2 separate regions of the Anas platyrhynchos genome follow, and region 1 is linked to region 2. A link is a contact called in public Hi-C data. All regions are on one chromosome and are shown on one strand. The core of a region is the stretch at or near the end of the contact, and the rest is flanking DNA. Distances in the headings are between cores, read along the strand shown.

The links. Hi-C and Micro-C count contacts between places; a contact is called where the count stands out from the background.
Region 1: a Hi-C map of liver shows a contact between it and region 2, with 1.5 times the contacts expected there. The contact joins two enhancer-like sites. A contact is called at or near these places in 2 of 8 Hi-C or Micro-C datasets (liver and skeletal muscle).

The regions. Positions count from the first base shown.
Region 1 is chr1:103,609,578-103,616,124 of IASCAAS_PekinDuck_T2T, reverse strand. No RefSeq gene overlaps it. Among named protein-coding and RNA genes, the nearest start is that of NRIP1, 87 kb to the right of the region's middle. Within about 2 kb of position 2,629, at least 2 of the 8 cell types and tissues checked have an H3K27ac peak or open chromatin away from gene starts, as enhancers often do.
Region 2 is chr1:103,547,239-103,553,646 of IASCAAS_PekinDuck_T2T, reverse strand. It overlaps a transcript of NRIP1 not described here. Among named protein-coding and RNA genes, the nearest start is that of NRIP1, 25 kb to the right of the region's middle. Within about 2 kb of position 1,971, at least 2 of the 8 cell types and tissues checked have an H3K27ac peak or open chromatin away from gene starts, as enhancers often do.

The sequences.
Region 1 (6,547 bases), core at 1,380-3,879, 62 kb before region 2:
TGGTATGTGCTCATATCCTGGTATGATCTCATTTTATGGAATGTGATTATGACTTTCCAGTGGTACAAACTGAAATCAGGATCTGGTTGTAGTCTGCTGCATACTATGTAAAATACTGTCTGTCTATGAATTTTAGCTCATGTCAATACATCTTCATAGCCAATGCTGGAAAACATCACCAATTACTGTAGCTGTTTACAGAGAACAAGAAGAGAATATTTAATTTTACCAGCCTCTAAGGATAACAAAGCTGAATTTGAGCTCTAGTTAAAGTTTTGCTGATTACTCTTGACCTTTCCGGGACAAGCCATGAAGGTCACTGGAGTCATGATTTTTTTCACATTCTGCTTGTCTTTGTCATTCCCCTAATAATGCAGAGAACTAGAAACAAGAGCTGGGTGGTGTTTTTTTCCTCTGCCTGGAAATCTATTTAGATTAGTCACCAGGTTTTCCAGTCTATGGTCATTGAAGGTCATTTGGTTTATAGCTGAAATTCTCAACTGGAACCTCATCTTGTAATCAGAACTTAAAGCCCAAGCAAGGTTTTGTATCTCCCCTGAAAGGGTAGGTTGTTGTATGATTAGCCTCAGAATGTTAAATGGACTGTCTGTGTAATGATGGGTAATTTTGGGGGGCTTAAATTGCACTATGAGAAGACCTGTCTTGAATAATAAGTATTGGGCTATATTATAAAGGACAGTATTCTAGGCTTCTCCTAAATGCTAATTCTATTACACATTAACATTTCCTTTGCTGTAAAATGGCAAAAGGCAAGCCAGCAAGATTTAAAAATTTTGCAAAGTGCATTTTCACTTATAGACTGCTCCTAAGAGCAAGCTGTTTCCTGAAATCATCCCTTAAATAAGCATACACTTAAGGTGGTCATCATTATATAGTCAGCATCATCTAACAGCTGTTCCACAGCCCTTGTCGCTGTCAAATATGGGGTATCTATTGTGATCTATGGAGTAATTCAACATGCTTTATAATTTTTACAGTATTTGTAAAAAAAACATTTCTTAGCCCTGAGTTCATCACCACTTGCTCCAAGTATGGAGTGTCAGTCTCACAGTGTAGGGGTATTCCTAGAGGCAGTTCATAAAACCTGGTGTCTTGTATGCTCTTTGTAGCTGCACGATTACTGCCGAATCTCTGAAAGCCCTTTTTATTTTAATATCTGTTCGATCCACGCACAATTTAAACTTAAATACAAATATAAATATTAACATTTATATCTGTATCTATACATATCTGTATCTATATCTATCTATATACACATCTACATCTGTGTTGTATACATATGACCAAAGCTGAAGACTGTGTGAAGGAGTAAATGCAGTCCTGCCATGATATTGTTATGTAGGTTATTATTTTATTAGGGTAAATTGGTGGGTTTTGTTTTGTTTTGTTTTGTTTTTACATTTCCTGACCTAGGACATGATCTTTGTTTTCTTCATTTTTATTAATCCTTAAGTTCCTAGCTTCAGATAACATTAGATAGCTTAGATAACATTATCATTTTCCATCTCTCTATTTATCCCAGTTCCTGGGTACCTTTCCGTGTGTCCATTTGACCTCCATACTGCTGCTTGGATACAAGCAGGTGGTTATCTTGCATGGGATTTATTATTAGACACCATCCTGCGAGGTGCCACCTTGATGGGTGTCTCCAGTTACCTCACGGATATCACCCCTCAGTCCACCACCATCACCATCATAACCTCTGGCATCAGCTCATCACTTGCTCCAGCAGGTATTGGTGTTGCTCTTTTTGGCAAATCAGGGTGTCAGCACATCACTGTAGGAGCTGGTGAATCCACACATTGGCCCCTTTCATTAAGGAGTCTGAATCGCCCTTTAGGCAACCCTTTTTGGTTCCTCTCCAAGGTTGCTGGAGCTTACATAACCCACCTCTTAGGTCTATCTCCAGAACCACTTAGTTAATGATAGATTACCTTTCTCTTTTATCTTCTTTAACCACTGTACAAACAGAGCTCCTATTAAGTGATTACTTTTATATATTCACTATATGGATTTTTAAGTTCAGTGGTCTCCATAATACCCCACTCCAGTAGATTCCAGCTCAGCAAGTCTGCTAGCATCTCAGAAGTCACATACACCATGAACACACATGCGCTCCTGCTCTCCATGTTTTTAAATCCATGACATACTCCAGGATCCAAATTATGACACTGTTGCTTTGCATTTCTCTGATGCAGAGATTACGGAAAACTGCTGTAACTGAATGTCTGAAAAAAAAATCCCTGTAAGGATTAAATACAGTTCAGAGCTGTCTGCATTTTTTCAGTCCTCATTAGTCAAACTACTTGACTACTCTGGAGAACAGAAGAAGGCACAGAAGTTGAACAACAGCCTTTTACTCCAATCCATGTCAGAATTTAGACATATCCCAGGGATCTGGGCCCACATTTCTGAGGCAGGTTATTTGGCTGAGACCAGACTGACTTTTCCCAGCTAGCTGACTCCCACAACTGAGATCTTAGAAGATAGAAATCAGTTTAGTTCACATTAAAAGGGCACCTTTCTCTAAGTACTATTCTCAGACAACCTCCTGCTTCTCTTAGGCTGGCAACCAACCACCAGCATATTAGAGAATGCATTTACTATTTGATGAAGTACAGATGTTAAAAAGCTAAGCTGGATACAAGGTTCATGACAGAGAGCAGTCCTTCACTGCAGAGAGAAATGTGCAGCCATGGAAAAAGAGTGCCTGCAACATACTGCTGAAAGACTACTGTTTGAGATACTGTGCTTTTTAATAGGCCAAGTATTTTTTCAGATGTACGTGGTACTATGCTGATTATATGGTCGTTTCTCCAGCAACACTGTAGTTAGCTATGTATTCTCTTCTGGCACGTGATTTACTTGATGTTCCTGAACCTAATGTGTTTTGGCGGCAGGAATGATAATAGCAGACAATTGTTTGTCCCCAGTCACTAAATTTTGTTACAAAGTCAAAATAAGCCTGTCTGCTTGACTAGTCTCATGTGTAACGAAATCAAAATAAGCCTTCACAAAGAATCATTTTCAAGCATCATTTTAGTTTTTGTCTTAGGCTTGGAAATGCCTTTTCTGCTTTCTGATATGTCAGATATCATAATGAAAAATAAATAACCAAGGGAAACACACACAGATATTCTCTGTGTGGTTGGTGATGGAGAAAAAAAAATCTTCCACTACTTTGCCTCCTTTCTAGTCTGTTTCTTCCTATGCTTGCAATAGTGTCTTCTTCATAGCATATACATGAAACACTAATGTTAATTTAATGCTGTACCTTCTGCAGCATTTTGGAGCCCAGGACCCCCACTGTGCTAAATATTGTGCAGACAGAACAAAGTCAGCCCTGGCTCTGAGGACAGCCCATCCCACTTTCCACCTCCCATGGCCACAGGAGACTAACATTGTAAATGTTGATGCATTCAACACATCTGCCATGCATGCAGATCATAGAGACAATGACATTGGGTGAGACATTAGGGGTTTTGCAGAATTGCCTACTGGTTGCTAAATACATCATTCAAGTGTAACTGGTTTTCGAAAGGTTTGAAGCTCATGTTTGCCACAGGAGGCCCATGTGAATTCTGCTTTGCAGGAAAGAGAGAAACATGCAAAAGGAGAAGGACTTCTTAGGTCAAATATTTAAAAGTCTCCCAGTCGCTTTAGAACTCACAGCCTTAATTTCAAAAACAAATTGGAATTGGATTTAAAGGACCTAAGAACTTATGACATTTTTGCAAAGAGGACTAGTTTCCATTTCACTTCTCAAAATATTACCCCTTCTGTTTAAAAAATATGCTGCCACGAACAGACCCACTACTCTCACTACAGAACAGAAAGAAAATAGCTGTAATTAACAGATTAGCCCAGCACAGTGCCTAACTTTATCAGGACTGGAGAGAAAAAAAGTCTCTCTTACACTCTTACAACGTGACCTCTTTTGTTTTTCTTCCTTTTTTTTTTCCTCTTTTTCCTTCCTTCCTTCCTTCCTTCCTTCCTTCCTTCCTTCCTTCCTTCCTTCCTTCCTTCCTTCCTTCCTTCCTTCCTTCCTTCCTTCCTTCCTTCCTTCCTTTTGCATAAAAGCAAACCTGTTTGTGCTAGAAATAGCCATAGGCATTTGTCTCATTAATTTTTTGTTTGAATTACTATTTTTTTCTAATCAAAATAAGTTGTTATTTCTAAGTTACCCCCCAAAAAACAAACAAACAAACAAACAAACAAAAAATGATTGAAGTTCAGTCCTAAAACAAAGCATACTTTCTATCTTTTAAAGTAGGGATCATAGTTAATGGTTGTTATTTCCTTTTTCTATGAAGTTATTTGCGAATTAAAACTATTCGGAAAATATTTTTTTCCTATATGAAATGAAATATTATGTCCCTTAAAAATAGTAGTAACAGTGTGAGTTAATACATTGTAGAAAGATAAATAAAACTTCTCTCTTCCTTAAAATTTTTTGCTCTTGACCTATAAGGTTAAGATAATGATTCCTAATACATTTAGCTTTTCAAGGGAAAAACCTGTTGACTGTGGCACAGGAAGAGCTTAAAAGCAGTTTCAAATAATGAATGATCTAGTATCCTTGTTGAAAATCCCTCAGAAAATCTTTTACTTGCCAGCCTGTAACTTCAAGGTCTGTTCCTGAAGCTGGCCTTCATACCTAGCTGATGCTGGGTTTGCACTCCTATTGTATGGTGCTCCCCTGTTTTGTAGGTGTTCAGGCAGATTCCTAGCATCTCTATAACACCCTTGAGTTGCTGCATATGTTTTTCTAAATTGTCTGCTGGTTCATTAAAATGCAGGGAAAATTTCTATACTTTTAATAAGTCAGTAGAGCCAGCTGCAGGGACATGATTTTGCTTGGATGGGGTAGAACCGTTGGGACTCAAAGATCAAGACCTTTAACCAGTGAAAATCAACATGACTTTGCTGATTTCTTGTAGCTGAGGAATTCATTTCTACAAATGCTCAATGCCATACAGTTCTGAAGGGCCAGAAACAGCTTGTTTCTTATTTGATAGCTTTCACGCTGTTTTCCACTGATATACACCATGGCTACACCCTGCACAATGGAATCAATACGTGTTTTCCCACCAGTTTCAACTCTTCCACATACAGTAAAAATTTGCAGCCAAGGAAAAATGCTGTGGCTTGTGAAGTAAATTATGTGTTCTTTATTCTTAGCTGGTAGAAATTTGGCATAGCTCCCTTGTATTAATGTAAAGTCGACATGCATCAGATGTATATCTGCCTCTGGAAGTTGATTTATCATTGGTCCCTCAGTGTAGGTCAGAAACTATCACATGTGTACATAATTGCATGTGCAGAACAATCAACATATAAAGATAAAAGTGTTTTAAAGAACACTGAAAGTATGTTTAAAAAGCCACAAAACCATTCCCAGATATTTTTACAGAGCATACGACAAATTTCTCATACATTAACCACCTGTGAAGGCTACACTAGTTCCCTTCAATTAGAAAGGCTACCACTTGGTCTTTGTCTTTACAGCCAAGGATTTCAAGGACATAGCTTGTTGCTTAATTCACTTGATCCTATTGGCTAGCTGTCAACAAAAGTGACAATCCCGTACTTGTAACGTCATAAACTTCCAAGTAGTTGTAAACTGAGGACCATGACTTTGACTTAAGGGCAGGAGCAGATGGCTTGGGCACTTACGATGTTGTTTTCAGGAAGTGAGACCTTGCAGTCATAATAATAAAAAGTTACTTCATTGAGAAAGAAGGCAAGAAATCATCATGCTGAAGTGCCCCTACTGTTTCCCCAAGTCTTCCTGAAAAATATAATTGATTTCTAAGCTTTGTGTAAGACTGCATATTTATTGCACTGAATGAAATATGGATTGCATGAATTCTGTTGGTGTGACTTTCAACCCACTCGAATATTATGAGTTTGACAGTTTGACTCTAGCTCTGTTTATTTCCCACTTGAGAGACTGGAAAGGAACAGATGGGGATGTGCGAACAAAGAGGGAGGGGATGAGAGTGCAGCAGCTTGAGCCGCGGGCCTGTGTCAGCGCACCTCCCTGCAGCTAGGCAGGGGTGGCGACCGCGATCTAGAAGCAGTTTTCCAGGCATTATTAAAGCTGCAGAAGTAGATGTAACTCTCCAGGCTGGCGTTAGGCAGCCCCAGAAGGTAAGGGAAGGTCTGCCGAGTATGTGCTGTGCCAAATTTAGAGCTGGAAGGGAAAAGGTGTCAGAGGTCAGCTTTACAGGTCTTGCAGGACGTTGGCTGTCTTGACTGATCATCAGTGCCATCGGGCATGTCCTCACATTAGTGCTGAGTTAATAGATAACCAGCTGCATCATCACAATATTTACTCCACCAGCTTGAACACTATTTTCCCTTTTAATAGTGTCTGTATTTTTTAAATGTTTTGTGTATTTTCAAGTCTTTTGTCTACTTACCACATTTTGTGTCCTTATTACATATACTGCTTAGTCATATATTTACTGAAAATTAATGAAGAAGAACACTTGGCACTTTCCAGAGTTAAAATACTTTGCAA
Region 2 (6,408 bases), core at 722-3,221:
AGATCTTTGTGCCTGCCCTCATAAACAAGCGCCCAATGCCCTTGATGAAGGGATGCAAAGAGCAGAAAGATGTTATCCAGAATCAACCCAAGAGCTTAATTGTTTATCACCATTCAGAACCTGTATCCAGAAATGAAGTAGGATCTATTCCAAATGATATTCATATCATTTGGAATATTCTTAGCAACAGATAAATCTCATGATCATCATGGTAGACCCATGTGACGGGAGGGCAATGTTCCAGAGGTGAGGTGAATGGGGGCACCTTAAAGAGAAAAGATCACGGCTTACTGGTCTGAAACAGCAAAATAATAAGGCATAACATTCTTGTAGTTATGCCAGCTGCTTTGCAGCCATAGAAGGGCTGACAGTACTGTTACTGAGGACAGTATCAACACAAGAAAAGAAATTCTGTCAGTCTGCTCTCTGCAGAGTATGCAAATCAAACTCTAGGATTAGATGAGTGAGGTGCTTTCAAAGTGGTGAACTGAAGTTTGTGAGTAAACAAAGAAACCTAAATATGCAGTATTGGGCTTTTCTCAGGAAAGCTCAGGAACAGCCCAATAGCACCACTTGTGAGACCTGGCAGGTCAGATTCATGAAATAGAATGGCTCAAAACCTCTTGACCCAATTTATTCTCTTCTCTTCTGTCTTAAACAGTAGTTGAAAGTTTCTTCTTTTTTTATTTTTTTCCTTAATAATTCTGTTAACAAGAAGAAAGAATAGCTGGGTGAGGTGGGGAGTTCTCTCCTCTCATATGGAAGAGAAAAACGGGGGAAGAAAAACTGACCACAGAAGCATGGAAAAAAATCATGTTGAAGAGATGGTTGTGATGAAAAATAGGAGTAGTGTAACTGTGATCTCTCTGTCTATAGACAATTTCTTTCAAACAGGCTGTGACAAATATTTGTGGTTGCTGTAGCCAAAGGTGATATACTTTAGTGTTTGTTTTATTCTAGTTGTATTTGAAGAATTGCTCAGGAAACCTTTACTTTCTTAATCTTTTTTTGCTGTGTTGTTAGGACAAAAAAAGATGCAGTGTTGTATTGACAGTATCTTCTAGTACATTTCTGTTCCTAGGTGTTGTTTCAAGAAATTCATATGTATGTCTTCAGCTTTTACTTGTGGCACAAAAATGGTTTAAGCATCTTCTTTGGCCCCTTGGTCCTCATTTCCGTTTCTGTTCCTGTTCAAAGTTTTATTTCAGTGAAGGCTAACAAACAGATGGCATACAGGTGAATCTGGCTGGGCCTTGAATGTCTTTTCTGTGGATGTGCTGTGCTGTGCATGTTAGCATACATTACGGTGAAATACACAAAAGCTAAGCACAGCACCTCTCCAAAGTAAAAGCAATAGCAAAAATCTGTACAAATATAAAACAGCTTCAACAGGCATCTGAGATCTCATAATAATTTAGTAAAGTAACACTAGTAAGTGTGAGTGGGCGGACGCTTTCTTGACATAATTTCATTTTTTATCTGATTTCTAAAATCAGGATGTTGCTGCAGGCAGAATTACTGGGGGTATCATCTGAAGATGCGATCTCTGTGAAGGCAAGCCCCAGAATATTGCCTACTTTCCCTAATTAACTCTGGTTATTACAACTGAGTCACTCAGAAGAGCATGAACAACAAATATCCGTGGTGTTCAGAAGGTGCACAAAGTCTAACCTCTGTTGTCTGCACTTCTTAATATTTAATGTAATCCTATCAAGTTGGGTGGTGGGCTTTTGGCAGGAAGGGTGGGAGGCACCCCATGCCATGCTTTAAAGCCTCACTAACAAAGAACTTTACTTAAGGAGGAGATGTTAATAAGTAATGAAACAAAGGCTCTGTTATAGAGATTAAATGTGCATGTGTCCGAGTACAAAGTTCGTGTGGCAAAGAGCAGCTGTTGCTCTGCTCGCAGCCCTGCCACAGCCTCCGAACCCTGGGTTCAAAGTCTGCCTGCTTTCCTGTCACAGGGCTGGCCAGGGCAAGGGCTGGCCGAAGTTCAAAGTTCAGTGTCTGAAGGGTTGCTGGCTCTGTCTGCTCTGCTATCTGGCACTGTTTGGATGAGCAATAGTTGTTTTAAGATTATAAGTACAAACAACAAAAACTTCCCACTCTGTTTTCAGATGTGTCACATTTCATTAAAGAAGGAACATTTGGGGAAGGATTCATTCAATTGTTTAGAAATAATGTGCTGTATAATAGTCTACCCTAAACAAAACCCACTGAAGGAGCACTATTAAAATGAGATGCACACAGGAAATAGTGCCTGTTTTCATTCTCCTTCCTCCTGCAATTTATTTAAATGAAGGAAAATGAAGCAAAAGAACTAATTTTCTGTACACAAAGAGGTAAAGCTGAACTCTAAAAAAAATAATAAAAAATTAATTCATGTGTTTTCTTTGTGTCATGGTAACTGTGTTGTACACTGTGATGGTGAAGAGAACTTAATATCTCTGGATATCCTGCTTTCAAATCCTCCTTTTTTTTCTCCTCCATCAAAGGCTTTTTATGAAACTAGCCCCAACTTTCTTATTCAAAAGGGCTGGATATGCCTCTGTGCAAAACCTGCCTTTGCAGCTTTTTTTGATTAGTTGTGGTATTATCAAAGGTTCCTCTACCCAAGTAGGGATCCTGAGTGAGAATGGAAACCTCAGCACTGATGCCTGAGGGCAAAGGCTGATACAAATACCCTTGGAGGAATTTATATCAGGCAATGCTGTAGCAGTATTGCAGATGGAGAAAAGTTTCCTATCTGCTGCCATATCCTTTCTCTAGCAAAGAATGGGAAACTACGGGTGGTAAACCATCTCATCAGTGCTCAGCACCTGCAGAGTGTCACAGGTCTGAGAAGACTGCTGTCATCTCACTGCCCTGAAAGGAATATGGAAGCTCAGAAAGCTTTCTCAGACAGCAGAGGCTATCCCTGTTCATATCAATCATAGCTTCTCTTTCTCTGGATTCAGTAAGTGTAACCATTGAGAGCTACAATTAAAGCAGGACACAAGGAATGATGATAGCAGCCAAAAACATCATTTCTGGGCCAAAATGTGCTTATATACAATGATTTTTTTTTTTTTCTTCCCTCGTTCAGGTGCCCATCAAACACCAGAGGAGCCTTCCCTGATGAGTTGCTCCTACCCTTTGATTATCACCCCAGATCTAACCTTCTACCTCTGAGCAATTTACTTGAGAGGCTAATCAAAGACAAAATGTCATCTGGTGATTAGGAGCCCATGGAGATACAGCTAACACTCCAGACTGTGTGTTGTAAGGTTTCATATGGGCATATGAGCTTAGTGGTGATGAGATAGTACCTCCTTTTCTCCAATTTTTGGCGGTAGTATGATGGCTGAGCCCTTTCTGGGAGGATGTGTGGAAAGAGAAATAACAGGAGCTGAACCTCTGCAGTCAAATTCCTGTCCTGGGCTGATAAACTCAGTAGTATTCTTTTTCTTTTTCTTTTTTTTTTTTTTTTTAATTTTTTTTTCCTTCCTATTATTTTCCTGTCTCCGTACAACCAGTATAGTGATAAAATTAAATCACTGAGACTACTAGTAAGTAGTGACTCTGGTGGTGCATATCCATAATTAGTTTGGTCTGCAGTGATGCAAACCCGTGACATAGCAGCACCTGTAAATAAGAATTTCTGTGGCTTCTACTGCCAAAGTTGCACTCTAGTCTGTCACATCTTTGGCATCGCTTTGCTAGACTTATTATATCTGGCCTTGAAATCTCTGTTTCCTAAGAAACTCTGACTAGAGTCATTACTCTTTCCAGTACAGTAGGCCACTGAAAACACACGTAAGGTGAGGAGAAGATGATGAAATTAACAGGTATAAAACATGTATATTGCTCGCTGCACATGTAGAAGTCTTTTGGATGACATAGTTCTGCTAGATGGTAACTGCAGATTAGAGCCTTGGCTTGCTTCCTCCAAAAATTTGGCCCTGTCAGGCTATTACCTACTGTGAAGTGGGTTTCTTTCATTCCTTTCTCTTGGCATTGGCCACCTTTTATTAATAGCATAGGGGAAGGTATAATGGGAGGAAGAAGAGTTTGTATAGCCCTGTGGTTAGAAGGGTTGTGTTGGCAAGGCCAGTAAGCTGAAGTAAAGGTACATAGTCCAAATCAGGCAAAACAGGAATTTAGACCAGGCTTGCAAGGTAGAAGTTGTTCAGAAGTAGATGGGTGAATGTTTGTGTCTTCTCCTCCCACCACCCCACCCTGAATTTTCATGACCTTGTCTGTATCCACTGGCTTGAAGGAAAGACTTGAGTTAGAAATATAATTAAAAAAAAAAAATCTTTTTTTTTGGCCTAGGTCTATCTGTATTTAAAATTATATATTTACCTTCTCTGCAGATAGTTTGAGAATCATCCCACCTGTTGCCTATCTGAAACAGGAACCAGAGCCTGGAGTAGGAGTACTCTGGTACTGACTGGCTGAAGATCTACCAGGATCCTAGCACTGAGACCAACCTAGCAGGTAAGTTGAAATCAGATTTTATTTGAGGGGCTGAGGTCCTTAGAAGAGTACTTTAGTCACTTGCCTCTCTTGGAAAAAGAAATCCCAGATAAAGGGTGTGTGCTTGCAGATATGATTTGCTTTTTATTATTATTTTTTGCTATCTTGAACCTATTATCATTGCACTAAGAACGTGTGCCTGTGAATTGCTTTATTTTCAGATTAGACACTCCCCGGCCCCTTTCTCACCCCTTCAAGTATGACTATCAGAAAAGCTAGACTGCAGTCTAGCTTCCCTCTTCTCATTCAAATTCAGATGTCTTAACAAAATACAAAGGAATTTCCTTTGGCAGGAATACTGGAAGAAAACAAACAAGATTAGTGTAAAATAGGATTGGCACAGCTGCCGTTGCAGTGGGGTGTTATATTTGTTTCTGATTTTGTTGTTGTTACTGCTGCTGTTCTTGCTCTCCACCTTCAGAAAGTTTCTTTTCTGCACGCCTTCTGCAATCACTCTTGACTATGCTCCGTATTGGAGTGTTGGAGCAAGAAGGTTTGTCTGCAGCTGAAGTTTTACTGCTTTATTTTGCTGGTGTAGTTAAGGTACTCCCCCCCCAGTCCCCCTTTCCCAAGCTCTCCTTGCTCCTTCCTAATGCAGGTTGTGTTGTAACAGGAAGGAATTGCTGGTGCAGATACTTAAGACACCCTGTACAGCAAATTGACATCTATTATTTGATGCTATATTTATGCATTTTTTTTTCATAAAGACTTTTAGATATAAAACCACTTAATTTATATATATATGTATGTATGTATATATATATATATATATATGTATTTCAGATTTTTAAAAGATACACTGGGTAAATGTTAAGAAAAATCTCTGGGTAGTTCACCTCTTTATAAGCTGTTAATAATTAAACTAATACACCTTCACTTAGAGTAGGGAAACCCATTGTTACAAAATTAGAAGGAAAAAGTGAATTGAAATGATTTTTATAGGTATACATATATTTGCTGGGTAAGAACTTTGACAAAGCTCCTCAGAAGTGTTGTTCAAACAGTAATGCTTTTTGCTTCCATCTAGTTTAAATATTACACTGTCCAGAACCTCCCTCAGTCCTATTCCACAGCCTATTCTATGTAAAATAATGATAAAAATATTTCCTTTAAAAAACAAATCCTAAGCAAAATCATAAATTTTGCCTGCAGTATGTCAATTATGGCAAGAGGTTCAAATCTTTATTATGAAAGCACCTTGTTGCTTTTGGTATTTGTGGTTGACACGAGATTACTACAAGAACACAGATTTGTGTTGCTCCTGTGTCAAGTGGAAGGTTCTGTATTAACTTGTTTGTTGTCAGGACCTGGGCTCTGGTTTGCTGTAGTTACTGATGTGATGTATTTAAGGACAGAGCTCTGTAGTTTGTTGTGGAGATGCTAGTCTTCATTTCAGAGTTTAGACTGTGGTAGAAGCTTTTGGTTTACTGGGATCTCAGTTATCAAAAATCTCTGTAAAATGCCATCTAAGGTGGCAGTGACTTAAATATTTAATGATATTTTGTTGGAAAATGAGCAGAAATAGGAAGATCTTTAAGAGTTAAAACAATTTATTTATTGCCAATATTTCTTTTCGCTTATTCTTCCTTTCTTTGTCACTCTTGCATTCTGGGTTTGATCCTTTGTTCCCCAAAGAGAAAACTCCTTGACTGGATGGATGTGCAGTTTTGATCAGTGGAGAATTTTTTAACTTTTTAGTCATAACTGAAAATTTATGTGCTAAGTTCAACTCAATGAATTACATGACAAATCCGCAGTAGTGCAGACGCCATCACGGAGACAGGGAGACTGGCTGTTTGTCTTGCCAAATATCTCAGCAGTCCTAGGACGGAATAAGCTTCCTAACGCACGGAGTATGTGACAGCAAGATGTGCTGACTTTTTTGATATA